Linked DNA regions of Mus musculus: all the other regions are linked to region 3. A link is a contact called in public HiChIP or PLAC-seq and promoter capture Hi-C data. All regions are on one chromosome and are shown on one strand. The core of a region is the stretch at or near the end of the contact, and the rest is flanking DNA. Distances in the headings are between cores, read along the strand shown.

What was found. HiChIP or PLAC-seq counts read pairs in DNA pulled down with a chosen protein or histone mark. Capture Hi-C pulls out chosen DNA fragments and counts their contacts.
Region 1: an H3K27ac HiChIP or PLAC-seq map of hepatocytes shows a contact between it and region 3, with 4 times the contacts expected there. The contact joins the promoter of Fgfr4 here to the promoter of Txndc15 in region 3. A contact is called at or near these places in 1 of 115 datasets of contacts at active chromatin or transcription factors (hepatocytes) and 1 of 9 other capture datasets (pancreatic islet).
Region 2: a contact with region 3 is called in a promoter capture Hi-C map of liver, with 4 times the contacts expected there. The contact joins the promoter of Zfp346 here to the promoter of Txndc15 in region 3. A contact is called at or near these places in 9 of 39 promoter capture datasets (the C10 cell line, cranial neural crest, erythroid cells and 5 more), 1 of 484 Hi-C or Micro-C datasets (CD4 T cells), 4 of 115 datasets of contacts at active chromatin or transcription factors (bone marrow-derived dendritic cells, bone marrow-derived macrophages, memory CD8 T cells and 1 more) and 3 of 9 other capture datasets (adipose tissue, liver and pancreatic islet).
Region 4: a contact with region 3 is called in an H3K4me3 HiChIP or PLAC-seq map of embryonic stem cells, with 8 read pairs. The contact joins the promoter of Neurog1 here to the promoter of Txndc15 in region 3. A contact is called at or near these places in 1 of 39 promoter capture datasets (embryonic stem cells) and 2 of 115 datasets of contacts at active chromatin or transcription factors (both in embryonic stem cells).

The regions. Positions count from the first base shown.
Region 1 is chr13:55,151,387-55,154,086 of GRCm38.p6, reverse strand. Fgfr4 (fibroblast growth factor receptor 4) reads right to left here and starts at 1,269. Exons shown (of 18, transcript NM_008011.2): 1 at 1,160-1,269.
Region 2 is chr13:55,104,016-55,106,715 of GRCm38.p6, reverse strand. It overlaps Zfp346 (zinc finger protein 346), which reads right to left and starts at 1,407. Exons shown (of 7, transcript NM_012017.2): 1 at 1,198-1,407. The coding sequence starts at 1,372.
Region 3 is chr13:55,713,361-55,716,060 of GRCm38.p6, reverse strand. It overlaps Txndc15 (thioredoxin domain containing 15), which reads right to left and starts at 1,411. Exons shown (of 5, transcript NM_175150.3): 1 at 1,217-1,411. The coding sequence starts at 1,283.
Region 4 is chr13:56,250,857-56,253,556 of GRCm38.p6, reverse strand. Neurog1 (neurogenin 1) reads left to right here and starts at 1,377. Exons shown (of 1, transcript NM_010896.3): 1 at 1,377-2,700. The coding sequence starts at 1,625. The coding sequence ends at 2,359.

The DNA of each region.
Region 1 (2,700 bases), core at 20-2,519, 560 kb after region 3:
CTGACCTCAATGTCTCTCAGCTCCCCTGCCCCACAGAGACTAGGTCATGGTCATTTCTCGCTTGGTATCTTGGCAAACCTTGGTTCTTCACTGCCCACTAGTTTTTTTGTTTTGATTTTGTTTTTTCTCCCTGTCACCCAGATTACAAGCCCCTAAGGGTTAACTGCAGGACCCTCCTGTTTCTTTTTCTATTATTTTGAGACAAGTTCTCACTAAAGTTGACCAGGAAGACTGGCATTGAAACTCACTCTGCAAACCAAGCAGGTCTACAAATGGTGAGGCTCCTGCCTCAGCCTGGCTAGTACTACCCATCAAGGCCCATGTGCTGGGCCCAGCTTTTCTACGCTTCATTTTAAATGCCAGTGTCAACCTTGTAACTCCCACAGTCTGTCCCTTCAGTAAATTCTAAACGCCGACATGTTTGCTCCCTTGCCTGTACCTCCGTGTTCCTCTATTGCCTTAAAACCTTGATCTGTCCCCTACCCCCTAGTTTGCTCGGCCCATCTGCAAAAGACTCCTACCACACCCTGCAAAGCAGAGAGGGCCATGCTTCATCTCCAGCTTGGGTTGGGGCGGACAGGTCCGGGGAGGTTTTATTCCCACTCACAGGTTACCCTGAACTCACAACCACAGAATTCTTAGTCTGGTCACCAAGGCTGGCCCCTTAGGATCGCTAGCACTTGGGACTGTCATCAGAGAGCGCTAAGTTGTTCACCCTCCTGCACTCACGCGATGAGGTACTCTGTGCAAGCGACTGCGAGCATTACTTTTTTTTTTTTTGCCAGGGGCGACAGTGCTCTTACTTTAATGCCCCCACCCCGTCGCTCTTGGAGGGAGGTGCACGTCAGCGGTCCCCGTGCGGAGTTGCATAGACAGCTGGCCCATCGCCCCCGCCCCGGTGGGCAATAAGTAACCAGAGCGGTGACCAGGGTGCTCTTTGAACGGAGGGGGACAAAAGGCCCTGTGTGCGCTGCGGGTTACTGATTTACCGCCCCCTCCACCCAACCACTCCCGCCGCGCGGGCGCCAAGGTCCCCGGGACAGAGGGGGCAGCTCGGGAGCTCCACGGCCGCTGTCCCCACGGCGGCCGGGAGTACGGTGTGTGGCCCAACTGGCCCAGAGCTAGAGGGCTCCGCTCCCGGCGCAGGGGCCCGGCTCACCTGGCTCCTCCGCCGCCCGGCTCCCGCGCGCGCGGGTCACGATCCCGGCAGGGCTGGCACACTCACCCGCCCGGAGCTCCTCCGCCCCGGGCCGAAGAGCCAGGAATGTCCCTGCAACTGCAGCGTGGCGGGGGGCTGCCCCCTCCTGCCCCGCCCACCTCGGACTCCGCCCCTCCTGGACCACTTCTGATCTGAGAGGCGTGGTCCGAGACCCGGCAAATGTCAGCCCGGTACCCTAGTGCGGGAGCTCCCCGTTGGGACTGGATCGCCCAGTCTCAGTCGTTCCGGGGCCCCACGTCCAACCTGCAAGGTCTAACTTGCTACCTTGCTCTATCCTTTGCTCTTCCTCAATTTGGCACTCACCAGGCTCTCTGGTTTTCCGTGAAATCACAGAACATCAGAGAGACCTGACCTCTCCTTGGCCTGAGCGACCTTCAGAGGATATTTAAAATATATCTCGGTCGGTCGGGGTGGCGGCGGCGCACTGGGGAGGCAGAGGCAGGTGGGTTTCTGAGTTCGAGGCCAGCCTGGTCTACAGAGTGAGTTCTAGAACAGCCAGAGCTATACAGAGAAACACAGTCTCGGAAAAGAGGGGGGGGGGAGGGAGGGAGAGAGAGAGAGAGAGAAAGAGAGAGAGGAAAAAACTTTAAACTTTAATTTGTAAAAAGTTGTGCTTTTATTTTTAAAAGTTTAAATTTTCACTCTAAAAAGTTTTTTTGTTGTTTCTTTTTGTTTGTTTGGGGTTTTTGTTTTTGTTTTTGTTTTTTCAAGACAGGGTTTCTCTGTATAGCCCTGGCTGTCCTGGAACTCACTTTGTAGACCAGGCTGGCCTTAAACTCAGAAGTTTGCCTGCCTCTGCTTCCCAAGTGCTGGGATTAAAGGCGTGTGCCACCACTGCCCCGCCCTGACTGCTCTTCCAGAGGTCCTGAGTTCAATTCCCAGCAACCACATGGTGGCTCACAACCATCTGTAATGGGATCCGATGCCTTCTTCTGCTGTGTCTGAGAGCAGCTACAGTGGACTCACATACATAAAATAAATAATGCTTTAAAAGAATACTTCCTCTGGTTTTTACATAGATAGTGTTGTGATGACATGGTGGTCTGGTCCACATGTACAGACCTCCTCCTCCTGTGTTGCTCCCCATCCTATCCCTGGGTCTTTGCTCACCCATCCCCTGTTCCTAGTCTAACCTGCTCTCTATTGGTCTGGCACTTTGGTCTCCGTTCAAGGCCCCAGGACATCCCTGGGGATTTGCCAAGTCCCCTTTGTTAGGATGGAGAAAAGAATGAGCCCTGAATCTCAGTACTGTCTATCAGCCTTGTCTCTGTCTTTGTTTGCTCCTCAGCAAATCAGTAAATGATAGTAGGCTGCTGAAGAGACTTGCTGGAAGGAGAATTCACATGTTCATATCTGACCTGTGAGCACTAACAGCCATTCTTTCTTCTTCGCACTTGGCAGGCTGTAACTGCATAGTTGTTATTCATGTAATCAGCTGGGGACCGACCACTAAGCTCCCGGAAGCCAGGAACTGAGTCAGT
Region 2 (2,700 bases), core at 158-2,657, 610 kb after region 3:
CTTCTTATATCTTTGGGTACCTGTCATTCATATACACATACATGCAAGCAAAACACTCATCACATAAAATAAAAACATATTAAAAATTTAAATATATCTCCCTTTAATATGGTAAAAAAAAAAAAAAATCCCAATTTTATCCAGGGCAAGCAGTTCACAAACACATTAAACTTCCCAAGATTAGTCTGCTCAGCAAGCAAAATAACCAGGGAAAGACTTCTCTGCAGGGACCTGATAGGTTAGCACAGAAACCCAGATAACAGTTCTTGTACATTTGGGTTAGTATTAAGTAGCTAGCTCGGGAAGGGACTCTGAAAAGAGAAAGAGGCCAGCTCGCCCTGCACTCCTCTAGTATCCTTGTTACCCACCCAGTTTTGGTTCAAACAGAGCCATCTGGTAAGGTTCTGCCCAGAAGTGCACCCTGAGTGAGTATACACTGTTCTCCACAACTCTGCATCGAGTGTGAGATGAAGCAGTCAGAGGCAAGATGAATACCTAAGCTTCCCCGCCTCCTGGGCCTCCTCAGTGGAAAAAGCTGTTGGCAACAGACACAGAAATACGGTTTTGAAGGACATAGTGGTGCAAGCCAGCGATGCCCACACTGAGGCAGGGAGACCCATGCAAGTTCAAGGCCAGCCAAGTCTACCAAGGAAGAAACATGGCAAACCAGGACGCAGTCATCAAGCCCAGGAGCTGGGATTCAAGAAGACCTTCCAGAGCTCACGTTGGTCCTCCCTCTCACTAGGAAGGATGAGGGCAGGAGGTCCACCACGAGTTGGAACAGTGAGAGGCGTCGCAAAATAAATGTAATAATAATGAAGTAAATTAAATAAAGCTATTCGGATCTGTCAGAACCATAGGGCTTTGAGAGGAAAGAGAAGCAATGTGGAGTTGTGGAATTAAAGACAGACAGGGACGGGGGCTGGCTCGCCTACGAGTCAGGCTGGGAAAGTCCTGTCGCTGTCTAAGAGGACAAGACCTAGAATGGGGGGAAACTGTTCGCAAGTGAACGCCCTGGAAAGGAGGACGGACAAATTCCGCAGGGTAACGAGTTACTAGGTCCAGCACCCTTCGCGAGAGCGAGCTCGCAGCTCCGGAACGTCGTGCAGAGGCTGGCGGGCGCCAGGGGAGTGACAGGAGGCAGGGCCATCCCATCCCGCCTCGGTCCAGCCGCCAACCCCGGAGCCCCCGACTCACCTTCCTCCCTCCCCGCCGGCTGCGCACCGGACACAGCTTCCCACAGGCGACGCGCCCTCTCGCGGTCAAAGCGCACTCCGTCCGGTTCCCGACCCTCCGGCTCCTCGGAGCCCTTGTACGGTCCGGCTTCTCCAGGGTCCGCAGCATCCGTAGCATCGGGCGCAGGACACTCCATCTTTCCGGCAAGACGCGCCGTTAAGAAGCTGCGCATGCGGCCTGCTACCACGAGCAGTGGGTGGGCGGGGATTTGACCCGGCCAGCAACTCTCGCGAAGTTTGGGCTCTGCAGAGTCCCGCTGGGGCGGGGCCCTGAGGGGGCGGGGCCCAGAGGAGGCGGGGCCCAGAGGCTCATTTTGTTTTGGTTCCTCTGGCGCCTTAGGAGTCCAGTGAATTGGAAAAAAACGGTTCATGTTGATCACTTCTTAGCTCAGGGCTCTCAGTTTTGCTCAAGGTGAGCCACTGACGGACACTTGTCATTTCCTTTTTCTATATGTGGAAAATTATCTCCCATTTCTTTTCTTTTTTCTTTTTGGTTTTTCGAGACAGGGTTTCTCTGTGTAGCCCTGGCTGTCCTGGAACTCACTCTGAAGACCAGGCTGGCCTCGAACTCAGAAATCCTCCTGCCTCTGCCTCCCGAGTGCTGGGATCAAAGGCATGCACCACCATGCCCGGCAATTTCTCCCATTTCTTTGGAAGAGAACCTAAGACCCAGATTCTAGAAATGTTTTACTTAGCTTATTAAAGCAGACATAATGGTACAGCTCTTCATCTCAATACACAGGAGGTGGAGGATATAAGATTAGGAGCTTGAGGCCAGCCTGGGCTACCTGAGACCCTGTCTAAGAAGCACTTACTAATGGCTGAGCACGGTGGCTCATACTTGCTATTCCAAAATTTGGGAGACTAAGGTTAGAGAAATGCACATTTGAGAAAAAAAAGACATTGTTCGAGAAAAAGATAGTTAAGGCTGTGGTCAAAGTACTCTGGAGGACGCAAGACGACCAGGAGTTCAAGACAAACCTCTGCTCCAATAATAGATCATCTCTCAACGAAACAAAACACACCCACAAAACAAACAAAAACCCAGACAATAATAAGGTTGGATGTGGTGCCTGCCTGTAATTATATCACTCTGGAGGCTGAGGCAGGAGGATTGTCATGATGTATTTGAGGCTAGTGTTGGGAGCCATCTTCACTTTATGGGGTCTGGATGAGAGAGTTAGAGCTTCTCCTTGGTCTGCAGTATCTGATAAGTTCTTGGGCTTGTTCTCAGTTCATTCCCAATAAGTTTATGAGGTAGCATCCTCTGTTCTCAGGAATAAGTCGTTTATCAATCTCTGCCGATGAGTGGTGCCGAGCAAATAGGAGTTTGGGTCCACTGAGGAATACAGTTTACTTCTACCCTCAAGGTGGAGACACAGGCTGCTTGTAAAATGGAATCTTGGTCCATTTTACACGGTAGGAAACAAAACAAAACACTGTTTTACATGATAATGAGGTAAAA
Region 3 (2,700 bases), core at 162-2,661:
TTTTTTTTTTTTTGGTTTTTCGAGACAGGGTTTCTCTGTACAGCCCCGGCTGTCCTGGAACTCACTTTGTAGACCAGGCTGGCCTCGAACTCAGAAATCCGACTGCCTCTGCCTCCCAAATGCTGGGATTAAAGGTGTGCACCACCACTGCCCCACTTACATCTTCATTTTAAAGGCTAGTGATTAAATAGATTGAAAATTTCAATTTTTGGCTGTGAGATCTGACAGACACTGGCTTCCATCTCAGGCCCTCATCTATGGCTGCATAATATTGAAAGAGGATTTAGGTCCTGAGTCTCAGTTCCAGGTTGGGCATCCCTAAATGGAAACAGCCCTAGGCAGGCAGGAGGATTGGGGGGAGGGGGGGTCGGTCTGAGCTGTCTCAAAACAAAGGACAATAGCAACAAAAAATGTTTGATGTAAATCAGGCAGTGGTGGAATTTAATCCCAGCACTCGGGAGGCAGAGACAAGCAGATCTCTTGATCTCTGGCCTACAGAGTAATTTCTAGGACAGCCAGGTTCCAGAGAGAAACATTGTCTCAAAAAAATACTAACTAATCAACTAAAAATAAATAAATGAATCCAAAAGAAAAGAAAGAAAGAAATGGTCTTTTAATAGGAGTGGATAAAAGAGCCATGAACTAAGAAGGCCTCTCTCTGCTCCCCACTCTAGCACAGAGTGGCTCCTTTACCCACTTAAAGGGGTCCCCACATAAACACGGGCCCCAGGAATCTGATGTTGGTTTTTGGTGTTTTCTTCAGACAGATCCCAACTAATCTAGAGTGGCCACTTTCAAACAGTGGCCCAGCAAGAGCGAACTCCAGCGTGAACTTTGAAGTCGGAGAGACCTCAGGCTCTGATATTACTACTAAGTGCGAACAGGCAAATAGCTTATTCCCTCCGAGCCTCCTCGTCTCCAGCCTGTGAAATGAAGGTATTAACGGAAGCAGTCTCCCGCGGCGGCTGGAAGGACTGGAGGAGATCTGAGCTCTGGGATTCTAATCAGGACACAACAAAAGTCAGGTGTCTGCGTTTGACGGCTGATCATAAAGTGCGCATCGCAGAGGGTATCGGGCCAGGCCCGCCGAGGGGCCTGGGCAGGCTCGGCCTCCGCCGCCCAGCACCCCCACCGCCACGCACCGTCCCGCACCGCCCGCGGGTGGCAGCGCGTCGCCCCACGCAGCCGCCTTCGCCGGACCCCGATCCGCACTCACCCTCCAGGCCGTGGGCCGGAAGGCCCAGCACCCACAGCAGGACTTGCCACCAGCAGAGGAGTTGCATGGCGCGCGACAGGGAGCCGCGGCGACAGCCACCGCGGTGGAAGAAAATCGGCGCACCGGCAACCGGAGTCGCACCCCCCGCCCCAGGGAGACTACGGGGAGGAGAGCCCAGAGCGCAGGCGTGGCCGCGGGCCGCCATCTTGACTCCTGGCCGACGCTGCAGACGCCATCTTGGAGTCGGGCGGTCGGCCTCTAGCCAGGCCTGTGCGACCTGTACTGGAAGCCGCTTTTGGGGAACAAGTATCAAAGTAGGATTCGAGCAGCCATCAATAGCCATTCCCATGAGAACTCCTCGCTGCTTGCGACACGTACTGAACCTGTGTGCGGAGTTAATACCTTTCATTTCAAGAGACAAAAAGGCCAAGAAACTTGTGCACAATGGAGGAGGGACAGAACCTTGGGAAATCACAGATAGTCTGATGTATTACTTCAGCATGTTGCACTAGCTTGTGTTGCCAGACAGAGGATAGATCCAGTTAAATTTGAACTTCGCGGGCTGGTGAGATGGCTCAGTGGGTAAGAGCACCCGACTGCTCTTCCGAAGGTCCGAAGACTGAAGTTTTAAAAAAAAAAAAAAAATTTGAACTTCGCATAACTGCTGTATGTGTGTATGTAACTGTCTATCCTATAATTTGCTACTTCTGGCAAATTGGTTGGTTGGTTTTAACACTGGGACTCCTAAGATAATGACACTTAGGGGGGCTGGAGAGATGGCTCAGCAGTTAAGAGCAATGACTGCTCTTCAAGAGGTCCTGAATTCAAATCCCAGCAACCACATGGTGGCTCACAACCATCCATAATGAGATCTGATGCCCTCTTCTGGCAGGAGAATTACTGTGGGTTCCAAGCCAGTCTGGGCTACATCATGAATTCCAGAACTGGCCTGGGCTTCAGAATGAGACCTTGTCTCAAAAATGAGAGGTGGGAAAAGGAAGGAGAAAAGAGTGGAGGGGAAGGGAGTTGAAGAGATGAGAGCAGAAAGGGGGAGGGGAGAGGGGAAGATAACTTTGAGATTAAGAGTACATACTGCTCTCGAAGAAGGCCAAGGGTTATGAACCAAAGGTCTTGGCAATCTGAGTCAAGACGCTGTAATACTTAGTAACTTAGTAGCTGGGTACTAGTCCACTGTCACTCAAACTCCAAAGCATGTGCCTCTAACCTGAGTACTTAAGTCCTGTAAGTGTCTGGCATTTAAAGCTCAGAGCCTGAGCCTGGAGGAGTGACTCACTCATTAAGAACACAGGACCAGGGTTTGATCTCCAGCACCCACATGGCAGCTCACAGCCTTCTTCACCTCCAGCTCCTAGGATCCAGTACTGCCTCCATCAGTACCATACTGTGCACACATATATACAAGCAAGCAAAGCACCCAGAAACATAAAATGTAAATAATTTTTATTTAAATAAAAAATTTTAAT
Region 4 (2,700 bases), core at 128-2,627, 540 kb before region 3:
GATCTGTCAACAATTACTTTTTCTTGCATAATCTGATTACAGCCATTTCCTGCCACTTTTTACAAACCTCCTCAAGCCCTAATCTGTAACTGTGTCCTAGCTTTCTGCCCAAGAGCTGCTACAGAGGGAAGGAGCCACGGGGCAAGAGCTAGGCATAGGCAAAGAGGCTGTGCTTTCTCTACCAAGGCGCAGGTGTCCTGGACAGAGCCCCTTTGAAGACAGCAGGCTAGGCATTGCACTGGGCCTGAGGCCACCACTCAGATATCATGGAAAGGGGGGGGGGGCGCCTCTAGGGTGTTCCTTTTGTTTTTAATACCTGACTCCACGATCCAGGTTTGCTCCTTAATAAATAACTCCTCTCAGGTGCATTTGAGAGGCTGCCTGAGCCTCTATTGCTGTCCGGCAAACAGGAAAATGACTCGACCCACAGAATGAGGACATTTCTCTGGACTAGGCAAGTTTATAGGCAAATTGGCAGAAGGGATGGGGACGGAATTCCACTGTGTGCTTGCTGCCTTCTGTGGGACATCTCTCTCCTGGCCAGAAGCTAAGTCCCTTAGCCAGCTGGCACTGGGGTGAGCCCCTGAGGCTGGCACCATTCCAAAACGTGCGGCACAAGAGGATGCTTGGAAATGGAGAGAGCAAGATTTCAGGAGAAGAGGGGGTCTGCACACCCCCATATTACCTCGTGAGTCTTTGAGGAGGGGTACGCGGGCAGGGGCAGAGTGGGGTCAAGCCCCAGCTCAGTCTGGGAACTCATTGGATCTTTAGATCTTTCTCTTGCTGTCTTCTTCATTAACCTTGGCGGAGCAGGGACATCTATCCCTCCTCAAGACGTGTAACTGTTTACTGGTCCTGTCTGTTTAGATGCGAATAGTCAATCAGTAGCAGGCAAAGGGATGCGAACTCAGTAGCAGGCAAAGGGATGCGAACCCAGCCTCCAGCCTCAGCCCCAGCTCTCCATCACCCGCCACAGAGCTCACACTTTCTGCCAGGGCTCCTCCTCCCCATCCACCCCAGCGAGGGACACCCGCGCGCCCCTGGGAGGAGTGTGCCTCGGCCCGCCGCTAATCGCCCCCGGCCCCCGCCTTCGCCCGGGTTTCCCGGCCAGAGACGCCCCGGCCTCCCTCGCTTGATCCGGCTCCCGGAGCAGGCCGGGCCACCGATTGGCCGGCGGTAATTACGGGCACGCTCCAGGAGGGGGGCTGGGCGGGGGCGGCCTCCCGCGAGCATAAATTATGCAAATAGCAGGCGCCGCACGGGGCTGACCTGCCGCCTCTCGCCATTCACCCGCGCCGCCTCGGGGGCGGAGGTGGCCAGGGAGGGGGCGCCCATTGTTGCGCGCCGTACTTAAGGGGTCCTGAGGCCGGTCGTGTGCCACACTTGGTGCTCACAGGAGCTGATCTGATCGCCGGCGACATCACTCAGGAGACCAGCCCGGCGCGTGGCCCCTGCAGGCGAGGCGAGGAGGGCCAAGCCCATTCACTCCCTGAGCCCCTGCGATCTTCCCGGCCCTCGCGCCTGCAGCAGGCACAGGCTAGCCCCGGGTCGTACGGACAGTAAGTGCGCTTCGAAGGCCGACCTCCAAACCTCCTGTCCGTCTGTCGGTCCTGCACACTGCAAGATGCCTGCCCCTTTGGAGACCTGCATCTCTGATCTCGACTGCTCCAGCAGCAACAGCAGCAGCGACCTGTCCAGCTTCCTCACCGACGAGGAGGACTGTGCCAGGCTACAGCCCCTAGCCTCCACCTCGGGGCTGTCCGTGCCAGCCCGGAGGAGCGCTCCCGCCCTCTCCGGGGCATCGAATGTTCCCGGTGCCCAGGACGAAGAGCAGGAACGGCGGAGGCGGCGAGGTCGCGCTCGGGTGCGGTCCGAGGCTCTGCTGCACTCCCTGCGGAGGAGTCGTCGCGTCAAAGCCAACGATCGCGAGCGCAACCGCATGCACAACCTCAACGCTGCGCTGGACGCCTTGCGCAGCGTGCTGCCCTCGTTCCCCGACGACACCAAGCTCACCAAGATTGAGACGCTGCGCTTCGCCTACAACTACATCTGGGCCCTGGCTGAGACACTGCGCCTGGCAGATCAAGGGCTCCCCGGGGGCAGTGCCCGGGAGCGCCTCCTGCCTCCGCAGTGTGTCCCCTGTCTGCCCGGGCCCCCGAGCCCGGCCAGCGACACTGAGTCCTGGGGTTCCGGGGCCGCTGCCTCCCCCTGCGCCACTGTGGCATCACCACTCTCTGACCCCAGTAGTCCCTCGGCTTCAGAAGACTTCACCTATGGCCCGGGCGATCCCCTTTTCTCCTTTCCTGGCCTGCCCAAAGACCTGCTCCACACGACGCCCTGTTTCATCCCATACCACTAGGCCTTTGTAAGGCAACATCAATACTTTCTTCCTCCCCCAGTCTAAGAGCAATAATAGATGGGGAACTGGCTGAAGCCTCCGGGGGCCACACTTACCCCCAAGTGAATTCTGGGAGCTTTAAAGGGGGGAGGGGGAATACCTGACCACTTGTTAGGTTGCTGCACCCTCGCTGAAGCTGCCCTCGGTCTATTTCTCCACCCCCAGCACGGCCTCCCCCCCCCCCCGCCCGCCCCCAGACGGCCTTTCGTTTTTGTTGCACTTTCTGAACTTCACAAAACCTTCTTTGTGACTGGCTCAGAACTGACCCCAGCCACCACTTCAGTGTGGTTTGGAAAAGGGAC